Regions from separate parts of the Zea mays genome. Here all the other regions are linked to region 1. Evidence: chromatin contacts called from public Hi-C data. All regions are on one chromosome and are shown on one strand. Each heading gives the region's core, a stretch centred on a gene start, on an enhancer-like site or on the middle of the called end of the contact. The rest is flanking DNA. Distances are from core to core; before and after follow the strand shown. Region 1 holds the start of LOC541964 (histone H1-like protein). Region 2 holds the start of LOC103632028 (DNA (cytosine-5)-methyltransferase 1B). Region 3 holds the start of LOC100284611.

Region 1 (4,012 bases), core at 1,021-3,520:
ACCTCTCAGATCTGGTGATTCCTTAACCTATTAACTTTTCAAAGGATCACCAACGCGCTTCCTCTCAGATCCAAACTCTTTTCCCCTTTTAGATCTGGTGACTACAAGGTCAAGCAGCACAAACTTTGGTGGTAGCAGCTTCAGACTACGAAAGGTCGCCAAGCAAGTCACTCTTCTCGCCCCCTCTTTTTATTTCCCTCTCACTCACAACTCGAGGCATGGTGGTTTGGGGTTGAAGAAGTTGGACCTTGCGATGTAAGGTTGAAGAAGCGGCTTTGGACCTAGGGTCTCTTTAAATAGAGTTGAAGAAGGAACCATAAATTTAGTGTTGGAGGGTTTGGGGGTTGGAGATTAGTTTTTGATAGGACATTAATCTTAAAGAGAATGGCTAAGTTAGGGTGGGTAGCTAGTCCAGGTGTCGGCGACGTCTTATGACTTAAGGTGGAGAATGTTTGGCAGGGAAGACCAACGATGGGAGCGAGCGGTTGTCTCGTTCAGTAGGGGGCATGAAGAACAATGATAGCACGAGCGAGCGGTGTGGCTCAACATCTGGGGTGTTGTGAGCCTATTGAAAGTGGATGAGATCAACAGTGGGGAATGACAAGAATTGAATTGCAATTTTTTTTCTTTTTTCCCCTCTCTATAGCTATGTGTGGTCGGTCTAACTACATCTTTCCTCCCTCACACAATAATCTATATGGAAACAACACAACTTTCTCAGATCATCTCCCCATGTCACTCTAGCCTGCTTTAAAAAGCAGCAAAAAGTTTTGTTAATATGAATATAATATGAAAAAAGGAACAAATTTTTTGAATGTGTTTCCTAGGACACCTACATGAATGCCTAAACTTTTTTATATGGTGTCAGTGCTCACTATCTTTCGGCATTGGCATTTTGAAATAGTATTGACTCCTATTTTGACGAGCACTACATACTTCATCAGAACCTAACATGCTTGTATAGCAATTTAAAAAGGTCTTTCGACATTCTATATCCATGTGCCCGGTTAATCACTCACTCGACTCGAGCATTCTAGAAAGGAATATGGATGCTTTTCTTTATTTCTTTTTCTTTTTTACATCTGAACATTACTTTGATCTCGCATTAACAAAGTATATACTTGTGTGCCGATGCCACATTCGTTGTTGCTAAATGCTAATTAGGTGAAAATTCTCGTCTTTGGCAGGAGTAATAAGCAGGATTCAAAGATGATGGTTACACGAGAGCATCCAATGAGGAGCAGGGAATGCCAGCTTTGCCATGAAAACCCGCTCTCTTCGCCAAGCATGACCAAAGTAAGAAACTCTTTTTGAACGAAGTTCTTGTAATCTTCATTCTGCATTTGCACCAGTTTTCGATTTAAATTCACGCTGCCATTATCCATTTATGATTGGGGAAAAAAGGGGGGGATCTAGCTAGGTGAAATCCAATGCTTCACAGAACCCAATCACTATTCTGCCTTCGTGCTGAATGCACAAGCCACTAGTATCCCACTTCTTTGATCCTGACAACGGTGTCTAGATGCTATACGTGACAGGCCTCGATCTACCCTTTTTTTTTGGTTAGCTGTGCATAACTGAACCCACCACACTCTATGTGCTGCGGTACACGGCAAAAACGAGCCCGTTGCACACTGACGCTGTACCGTGACAGCCGCACCGGACCAGCCACCACTCGATCGGCAATCTCTCGCTCGATTCCGAACCAAATCGAACGCGACCACTCCCGTTCGAAAGACAGTTTCGGGGTCCATGCCCGCACCAAATTTCGCCCGAAACGGCTGGCCGTGCCGGGAGAACTGGCGCCCCAAAGTCGGAGGAGAAGCACACCTGCACGGAGATTCCCCCGAAGCAGACCTGCCCTCACCGAACTCCCGATTTCTCCCTGAATTCTCGACCAAATCAGACGAGACCACCCGCATTTGAAAGCTAGTTTAGTGACCTACAAACGCAGAGAGTTTCAAGGCGAACGGTGGATCACGTCGCGAGAGAGGAGCTCGGGGATCCGGGGGAGAAGCACAGATGCAACAGGCTAGTGGCGTCCACCCAGGAGCAGGGCCGCGCGCCAGCGCCCCCCCCCCCGAGCCACGGGCCTGGGCGAGCGTCCCCCCCGCCCGTTGGATCTGGGCGCGGCGCGGCAGCGATCCGCGTGCGAACCCGCTCGGCCAATCGCAGCGCGGCGCTACGTCCCTGAGCCTTTCCACCCGCCTCCGCTATTTAAACGCCCTCCTCGTCACTTCCCTGTCTCATCAGTCATCACCCACCGCCTCCGCCGCCGACAACAGCGTAGTGTAGTGTAGTTCCGGAGAGGGTTGGGGAGAGTAGTAGTGATCCGCAATGTCGACGGAGGAGGCTGTTGTGGCTGAGGTCCCGGTGACCGAGGTGCCAGCGGAGGTCCCGGCGGCCCAGGTGGCCGAGGCGCCCAAGGCGAAGAAGGCGCCCAAGGAGAAGAAGGCGCCTAAGGAGAAGAAGCTTTCCGCGGCGAAGAAGCCGGCGGCGCACCCTCCCTACGCTGAGGTGAGGTTTAGTCCGTTGCGATCTAGCCGATTCGTTGCTTCGTTAGGATCGTCTCCTCTTATGGAATCTGTTGGATTGATTCTGTCGCTCTGTTCTGTTCATGTCCGCGAATTCGATATTGAATCTGAGACGCAACCTGTTGGGTCTGTCTGGCTGCAGATGATTGTAGAGGCGATCGCTGCCCTCAAGGAGAGGAAGGGGTCGAGCTCGGTGGCCATCAGCAAGTACGTCGAGGGGAAGCATGGCGGCAAGCTCCCCACCAACTTCCGCAAGCAGCTCACTGTGCAGCTGAAGAAGCTCGCTGCCGCCGGCAAGCTGACGAGGGTGAAGAACTCCTTCAAGCTGCCGGCCACCGACGCCAAGCCCAAGGCCGCCAAGCCCAAGGCACCCAAGGCCGCGCCCAAGCCCAAGCCCTCGCCGAAGGCGAAGGCCAAGACCGCTGCGAAGCCCAAGGCGGCGTCGCCCAAACCCAAGGCCAAGGCCAAGGCCAAGCCTGTCGCTCCTGCCGCCGCGTCGCCCAAGCCCCGCGGGCGCCCTCCCAAGGTCGCCAAGACCTCCGCCAAGGCCTCCCCCGCCAAGGCAGCCAAGAAGGCGGCTGCTCCTGCCAAGAAGGGAAAGGCAGCGGCGGCTCCTAAGAAGGTGGCAACCCCGAAGAAGGCTGCTGCTGCTGCCGCCCCGGCCAGGAAGGGCGTGGCCAGGAAGGCCAAGAAGTAGTCTGCCTGCCTTGTCGCTGGCGAGATCCCCCCCTCAATTCCGCCTATAGATTCCCCTCTTTCATGGATTTTGATCCAATCGTAATATTGTCAGTAGCTCTAGATTCGTCGGTAGCTCCAGCATGAGTGTCGGTGGTAGTTCTGTGCCTGTAAAAACTTGGGATAGTTGATCGCGTGTGATCAGCCGTCATGCTCCTCCAGTCTCTATGAACAAGCTAAGCTATAATAGTATTTTGCTATCCTATGATCCCCGGGTTGTTGGCTTATTGTTGTCAATATTTTTTTGGTTGCATCTGGTTTGGATTTCTGTTTTTTAAATTGTTGGATCGGTTGATTTTGTTGGATTTAGAAGAATCCTGGCATTGCATTAAGTTCGGACTTCTGGTTTCTGCTTTTCATGTGATTCTGTTTGTTCAATTGTTAGATTGATTACCCTGGACAATGAATAGCAGGAGACTCATTTCGGTTTCATTGTCAACTGCATCAGAGTTTCTAAGTAAAAAATTCAGTAGTGAGATTCTTTGCTGCATTCGAAGTGCTGAGAATCCATCAACCAATCATCCTAAACCTAAACCTACGATATAAAGTCTTTCATGCTCTAACCATTATTTTTCGAAATGAAAAACCTGTCCCTTCAGTATTGAGGTGCCTATAGAAACAAGACATGACACATGATCTGATGTCTCCATGCTTAGCGTAGCAACATCTGAGGTCGGATAAGAAACTGTCCAACTAGCCAAATGCGAAGAACCAATCCAAATCCAAAATGCTCAAGAAGAGGT
Region 2 (4,012 bases), core at 1,123-3,622, 290 kb before region 1:
TAACAGACATATGTTGTAAACTAGACAAAGAACAACTTTGATGGTATTAAAAAGTAGTGCATTGTTCTATTGGTATATAACTCAATTGTTTTTCAGTAACTGGAAACCAAATTTTCCACGCTAAAACTATTTGACCAAAAAACACTTGATTCTAGTGAAAAAAATTTAGAATTTGTTAAATTGGAACTAAATTCTCTTTTCAGAGTTGAATTATGAGCTTGAATAATCTAATTTCCACCAATGTATAAAATTCCTGAAATAAGATTGTATTTGATCAATCTAAATGATTTGTTTCTCATTATAGGTGAGTAGTATGATACTTGAACATGGATGGATACAAATTGAGTATTTATTAATAAGTAAAATAAAATACTATGTATGGTTTAACGACTGTCATTTCCTCTACCCACTTGGTGTTTTGAAATATGATTATTTCCACATTAGAGGCTGTAGGTGCAATGGCAGGATTTGGCATAAAAGCTAACGCTTGGATCTAAAAAATCTATGTGATCCATAATTTATACCACTGCAACAGTTTTCCCCTTTCGTAATAGACACCAGAGTATTCGCTATATCTTGTTGTCAATTCTTTCTTGTCGTATAAGATATTGCATAAAAGATTAGTTTTGAGAAAGATTCCTTAGAAAAGTTCCTTGTACCTAAAAAAAGTGATTTACCTTGTGGTTGTTGCAAGAAACATACATGTATTTGCATCACAATACTCTGCATGTGTGATAATAAACTTCCATTTAAATGTTACACTGGTTCATTCGTCAGTGTATTGTCTAGTTAATGTTTAAGTCAAATGACCATGCTAGTGACCACATGTTTGCTACAAAGTGGCTAGTGCTTGTTGCTCCACCACCACCAATGATGGCCCAGCCTCACCATTGTCAATATCACAACCACACTTTGAAGCTTTGTCATTGCCTCCTGCTGCACCTAGAATGGCCATAAGTGCTAGATCTAATCAAGTAAGATAAGGCAAGCAATGTAAGGAAATTCCATGTGAGACGACCACATCACCAACCTGTGTCATTTCACTGCCACAACTATGCACAAACACAAGCAAAAGAGAAACAAAATCAACAGAGCACTTTCTATAACGAGCAAATAACACATACACAAAACCACTAGCAGCTCCAACAAGGGAGAAGATTGTAATGATTTACAAACTTTGGCACAAAAGATATAATGTATACTTGTTTTTGCAATGAAGGGCACATTTTGAACTTTTGTGGAAGTAGGTGTAATCAACTGGGAATAAAATAGTATATATTACATTGCATTCCTTAATATTGAGAGAACTAAAGCTACCAAAACTTGAAGTAATCCAAAAACAAATAAATTAGGTAAGTAAGAACAATACCTGTGGTAACAGGAGATCTCGGAGTTTTCACCATGTCACCCTGTAAATTTAATGTTAGTCGTAAAGAACTATAAAATAAATGCAGGAAACTAGGGATGGCAATGAGTCGGGTATAGTAATTACCCGCCCATGACCATACCCGCGGGATTACAAATACCCGCCCGCGAACATACCCGCGGGTAAAATCTTGTACTCGTACCCATCGGGTATCAGGCGGATATCAAGTACCCACAGGTACAATTATGTGTTTATAAGATATGCATGTATAGTTATAGTTTTAGCTCATTGTTCACATAATTCAAATCACAACAATTAAAAGTAATGATCATTGTTCACATCACAATACAAATAGTTCAAACAAAATAGGTAAAATTTAGTTTAGTTCCCTGTTCACATAATTCAAAGTTTCAAACGCTTGGACATAAACTGATGGACAACACAGTTGTAACATTACAAGGCTTACAGCAGCAGCACCAGCACCAGCACGGTTGTGTTGCATGGTCGGCTCAAGGCAGCAGCACCAGGCAGCAGCATGGTTGTAGGGATACGGGCAGCACACACGACCAACAACTGAACAAAGGGACACCGTAGGAACAAAACAGCAAGGCACAAAACTTGGACCGTTGGTCGGCGAGCCCGAGGTCGCAGGGCGACGTGCTTGCAACTTACTGGATCTGTAGGCCTGGAGGGCAGCTTCACGGCACCAGCTCGTCGCAGCAGGGATGACCGGCACCAGCTGGTCGCTGATGGCTGGGGACGGACAGGGCTCGTCCGCTGCCTGGATCTCTGGTCTCGCACGCGCAGGGAACCAGGGACTCGCCGGCTCGCGCTCGCTGGCACGCGGGTGGGCGGGGGCGGTGGCTGGCCGCCGGACTCCGGTGGCGCGGTGGCGGCGTGGTCTAGGATCTGGGTGTTGGCGGCTGCTGCGACCTGCGAATAGGGGTCTGGGGCCTAGGGCATGGGCGCCGTGCTTGAACGCCTGGGGGAGGGGCCGAGTGGGGGTGGAGCAAAGATTATCAAAAAAGAGAACCGGGAAGCAGGAGCGGCAAGGGGCCCTGCTTGGGTGGCGGCCAGCGCGCCCGTGGGAACCGGGAATTTTTTGGGTTTTCGGGGCCCCCGCGCTCGTTTCCCGCCAAAAGCCTCCGCCCAGCCCCGCCTCTCCACGTGCTCCTCGCCTCGCCGCCGCGGCCACAGCCGAGAGGCCGAGACCAAAACCCCAAACGCGGGATGACAGCCTGACCGGAGCGCGCTATAAAACGCCTCTCGTCCAAAACCCCCTCGGTTCGACCCCCTTTCCGCCCGCCTGCTTGTCGAGTTGCTCCACCCCGGCCCCCGCGCACGCGCCTCCCGTGCCGCCCCGGCGCCGCCGCGTCCGTAAGTCCGCCCGCCTCCACAGCTACTTTCCTTCGTTGTTGGTCGGGGCTGTCGGCTGAGTTTTGGGGGTCTCGAGTAGTGGATCCGCGTGGTCCCGGTGGTGAGCCGTGCGGCGGCGGCCGCCGCCGCTTCCGTCGTTCGAGTTCTCCGTCCGGGTGGGGGCTTAGCCATTTCGGAGGATTAGCTTCCGGATCCGCTTTGCTGCTGCTTGTGCTTATGTGGCGATTTGAGCGGGGATTCGAGCGGTCTCACCTTCGAGATTTCCGTCGGAGTGTTCTTCAGCTTCATCTTAGTGAGTTTCGTATAGTATTGTTATTTTAGGTGTCGCTGTTGCGATTTTGGACGACTTTTGTGTCGCGGTAGTGCAAGATTTCGCCCCTTGGCAGTTCAATTTGTGAGGATTTATGCAGGATTTTGGGGCTGGATTAGCAAGCGGAAGCACATCGTTTGCTGCGCTTTCCCCTTTCCGTTACTACCATAGTGAGGACTGAGGAGTTATGATTCCGTGGATTCAGGATGAGAGCACTGAAGAGGGTTGGTGCGCCTGTTGCCTCGGGAGTCGTGCACTCGTGCGTGTTCTCTTTTTTGATAATCTTTGCTCCAGTCCCCCCTCCGCATCTCACACTGTTGTTTCTGGCGTGAGCTCTGGAGATTTGTAAAGAGTATTCGTGGTTCTTGGGTGTAGGGCCCTGGGTTTCCATATGCTTAAGTTTGTGAAGTTCACAACTGCCACTACTGGTAATAAGTAGGAAATACGAGATTGTTTGGAAACAATTTTTGGGATGGTTGGGTGGAAGTCCAGGGGCAGGGAATGCTTTGTTTTAGGACATACTTGGGAGCATTGGGAATGGGGTGGATAAGATCCTGTTATTCCATTTTGAGCGGCAAGCAGATTTAGCCCTTTCAACACCCTTGCTGCCAAAGGGGCTAGAGTGCCTGTAATTCTTCATGTTTGGGGTTGCCATTGCCTCATGTTCGTACAGGTCTTAAATCTGTGTGAGTCTAACGCTCCTTCTGGCAGTGGCTGCTATCTGTAATTCTTTTATAAACCTTAAAGTCCTTTTCACTTGTCTGGTATATTCTTCCTAGAAGTCTAGGAATAGATATTTTGGAGCTGTTGAGTGGAGGTTTGCACTGCATTGATTAACCTTTCGCCCATTATGTCTTCCTCACTAATAGCGTAGGCTGCTTTTGCCTTATTTGTTATCTCCTAGTGTACGGTTAAGTAGATATTTATCCTAGTGTACAGTGCACTACTTTTGATATTGT
Region 3 (4,012 bases), core at 848-3,347, 260 kb after region 1:
GAGGAGTAGGCTTAGGTGATTGCCCGACCTTCTAGATGAACACAAGAACATAAGGGTTTAGAGTGGTTCAAGTCGCCAGAGCGTATTACTCTACATCTATTTTGTGTTTGTATTGCTTGAGTACTGGGGAGTTGAAGGTCTGAGTCTAAGTTGACCTCCCTCTACCACGAAGCGAGTGCTCTCACTTTTATAGTCTAAGGAAGGTACATTACCAGGGAGTTCAGGCCCTGACAGGTGCGCCTAGGAGAGTTTACAATATGGAACGGTAAACAACTAGATAGCGCTGACAATGCTAGGTCTTCTTGAGTTCGTACCCGTTCTTGGGTACTGCACGATCTTCGAACGTCCTTATCCTGCCACCTTGTCCCGTCTATTCGGAGCACATGCCTTGGTGTAGGTTGCGGCGTAGCCTGGTACGATGTCGTGCGTAGAGTGTAATGGATGGTGTCGTCTAGTCTTCTTCGTCCGCCCCTTCATACCTTAGTAACACACGAGACACAATGGAAGTCATAATGAAGCGCACCCAAACGACGCATTGGATCAATGTCCTTGCCTCGATAATGTGCGGATAACAGTAAAATAAACATGTTATAGACCTGAGACGCAACATGCATTTAACGCAAGGGGCACGCTACCTGCTACTTATGCGGGCAAGTATGCGTCCCAAATGTACTCAATGCTGGTGGGCCCTTATGTCAGAGGCTTTCATCAGACATCGTCTGATGGCTTACACTAGGGGCGTCTGGCCACGTGTTAGCACCAGACCCCTGCCTAGGTGAGGGACAGACCTAGGGATAAGTGGTGACACTGTTTCCCAAGTCTTTCCTGACCATGGGATCGAGCCATACCTGAGGGGATCCGGGCTACTACAACCCTTGCCTGGACACGTAGTGACTTCTGAACCTCACCTGGCCTGAGGTCTGGATTGTATCTTTCATGCCCGGAGCCGTTATGAAGACTTGGTGTTGTAACCGGAGAGCGCCTTCTCCTCCGGGGCTTTATGTTCCCTCCCGGCTCCTTTGTTCGGGGATCCGATGGGTCACAAGGAGGTCCAGGTCCTATTAGCAGGATCACAGACCTACAGATGAGGTTGTTGATTCCTCCCTTTATGGTGCTTGATGGAGACAGTGACCCAGGCCAGGAGGCGAGCCTGGTCTGGTCATGACTCCATATAGTGGGCCTTAGCCTCATGTTAGGCCGACTACCCACGAAATCCTTAACAGTGGCTCCAACCTTGACATCAGGAGCTAGAGATGGTAAGTTGGGTAGTAGCATTCCATACACGTACCCATAACTAAAAATCATACACATCGAGTTACCTATATACGTTCGCGGATGTAAAATCTTACACATACCCATACCTCCGCGCGGGTAATTTTACTCGTCGGATAACCCGTACCCGCTAAGAAGATCTCAAATAATTACGAATCTAAATATATATACAAAACACATATATTAGGTATTGTATGAATCAATTAAAATGCTAGGAGGGAGTATATTATAATGCTAGCGACCATTGCCTTTGGATGCACATGTACTAGCGAAGATAATAAAAACTTTGTTTTAATTTGATGCCAAGCATGCACACTTGACAAAAATAAAACACTTTCCATGTGCCAGAACGCACCACAGATGGACCTACGAGACACATCACCTAAAAAAAAAGAACAACACACGAGCGCACAAGTGTGGCATGGTCCTGCGCACTGCGCAGCAACCACCACAAAAAAATGAATGCAACGCAGCGCAGGCATGCAACACTACTACCAGTAAGTTGAGACGTCAGTTTTCGTTGCCGCTGACGCATCAGGCTCACTCCACGCTAGACAATATATATCTCCCTCGCAACAAAGAAACACTATATATAATAATCATCACGTTACAGTGTAAGAATAGGGGAAATCTCGTGTCCATTGTCTCCCAGGCAACAGTTTTGTCCATTATTATTACAGAAAATTGCGCTAACTAACCTATAATTTCCACGTGGCTGGTCAAAAATCATCCACAGCCCGGGGCCCTGCCCCTGCCTCCCCCCCCCTCGCAGTCGCTGCACGGCACCCTCGGGCCGCGGGCCTCACCTTCACACCTCATTGTCCCAGACGCACCCTCCTCACCTCCGCCCGCGGCCCCGGGCGGTACCCTCACCGCCGGGCCCACCGCGCCCCCTCGCTGCCTCGCCCCCACAAACAGCCGACCGCCCCGCGCCCAGACACACACACACGAGCGCAGCGCACGCAGCCTGCAGGCAGAGGACTGCTCTCCTCTGCGCGAAGCGAGGCGCGGTGGCCGGTGCTGGGGCGAGGGAAGCGAGGCGGGTTGGGGTCGGCGGCCGCCTCCGCTGTCTCAGTCGGCGGGAGCAGGAGGTGCGCGGCGCGGGGAGCTGACGGTCCCGACCGACCGGCACCACGGCGGCCGCGGCGGAGGCCATCGGCGGGGGCGGGGACCCCGAGGCCGCGGCGAGGCGGCGCTGGGATCTGCCCGGCAAGGTGGCCGGGAACATGTAATGGCGTTGCCTTCTCTCCTCTGCTGTTATCCTGTTCTGCTGGCCGTTGTGTGTGTGTGTGTGTGGGGGGGGGGGGGGGGGGGGGGGGGGGGGGGGGCTTGGCTTCGGTGGTTGCGCCTTGCACCTGGGTTTCTGAGCTGCGTGGTGGATCCGGGTGGTTTGCTGGGTAGATTCGTGGGGATGGTTTCGGTGATTCGCGCTATATTTTCGGGTGAGTTTCGGGATGGTACACGCGGATTAGGGTTTCGCGCGCGTGTGGGTGTGGGAAAGCCCGCGGCTCTCGAATGAATGGTTCCTCGTCGCGTGGTAGCTCAAATGCCTGGTTTTCTCTAAACTAATGGTGCTAGGAATGCCGGTATCCGTTTGTAGCTTGCGTGGAAGGCATTAACTGGGTAATGAATTGGCTTCGCTGCGAATCATTGGATAAGGCATTATACGTGGATCCTTAAATATATTGCCGAATAGAGGTGTTGACCGATTATCCAAGGTCGTGCACTCCTGTTCTTGTGCAATGGTTGCCCAATGGGCGTGCTATGATTGCGACGAGTTTTTTTTAGTGTTTCTAGTTGTGCCGTTGAGCTTGGCGGTGATCAATTTTATATTTCATATGTCACGTCGTGCAGAATTTTCAAATTTGTTAGGGTTTGCTGATTCTAAGCTATGCGCTGTGAATGTTTTATTAGTTTGTCTTAGTGGCCATGATGTAAGGGCTCCTGCTACAAATCCTGTATCTCTTCTGGCGGGTTTTGTATATGCGACAAAATATTCAAATTTTGCTGGTGTTTATTGCCTGGTGAAGTTCATGATAAATGCGCTCCGCAATCTTGAACATGCAAATAAACATTGTGGCTTTGTGCATTGTTTGAAGAAATCGGAATGTAACTCTTGTCGTGAACATGGCCAAGTTGGAGCTATGTTGGGATTCATCTTTTAGGAGTTTGCCAGGCTGGCATTTCAGTAAACTTATATATTTGGAAACTTTCGATTGAAGGTCAACAAGCAAACAAATTGGCCTCTCAAGGTTTACAACAATGCATTAAATGTGAAGCTTCTAAGTGACAGATTACCAAAATAATCTATAAATTCTTCAGATTTACGCAATAGCTCTTGACTCGAACTTAAGAAACACATGTGTAATCTTCGTTACATGTGGACTTCAGGAATATCAGATGACACAACTCCATTTTAGTATGATTCTTCTATATTTGTTGGTTGGAGTTTAGCATATTAGATTTTTCTGCTTTGTTGTAACTTGTAAGGTTAGTCACTTAGTTGCTTGCATGCCATTGATAATGCATATGCTTATATAGATAAAAGGGCAGACATAGTGCCGGAGGCTCCCACATGAGTATGGGGAAGGGATAAACCGAAGCAAGCCTTCCTCTGCAAATGTGGAGATGCTGCTTCGAATTCACGACCTGGTGACTTAGTGAGACAGCTCAGCTCTCACCATGGCACCCGGTCTGCCCTTCTGCATATGCTTATATAGATAATTAGCTAAACAATTGA

What was found. Hi-C and Micro-C count contacts between places; a contact is called where the count stands out from the background.
Region 2: a Hi-C map of ear shows a contact between it and region 1, with 2.1 times the contacts expected there. The contact joins the promoter of LOC103632028 here to the promoter of LOC541964 in region 1. A contact is called at or near these places in 5 of 25 Hi-C or Micro-C datasets (ear, endosperm, leaf and 1 more).
Region 3: a contact with region 1 is called in a Hi-C map of leaf, with 5 times the contacts expected there. The contact joins the promoter of LOC100284611 here to the promoter of LOC541964 in region 1. A contact is called at or near these places in 2 of 25 Hi-C or Micro-C datasets (leaf and tassel).

What each region holds. Positions count from the first base shown.
Region 1 is chr7:11,631,567-11,635,578 of Zm-B73-REFERENCE-NAM-5.0, forward strand. LOC541964 (histone H1-like protein) reads left to right here and starts at 2,271. Exons shown (of 2, transcript NM_001111618.2): 1 at 2,271-2,517; 2 at 2,677-3,474. The coding sequence starts at 2,338. The coding sequence ends at 3,231.
Region 2 is chr7:11,338,763-11,342,774 of Zm-B73-REFERENCE-NAM-5.0, forward strand. LOC103632028 (DNA (cytosine-5)-methyltransferase 1B) reads left to right here and starts at 2,373. Exons shown (of 14, transcript XM_020540918.1): 1 at 2,373-2,743. It also overlaps a transcript of LOC542082 not described here.
Region 3 is chr7:11,896,287-11,900,298 of Zm-B73-REFERENCE-NAM-5.0, forward strand. LOC100284611 reads left to right here and starts at 2,098. Exons shown (of 7, transcript NM_001157506.2): 1 at 2,098-2,500.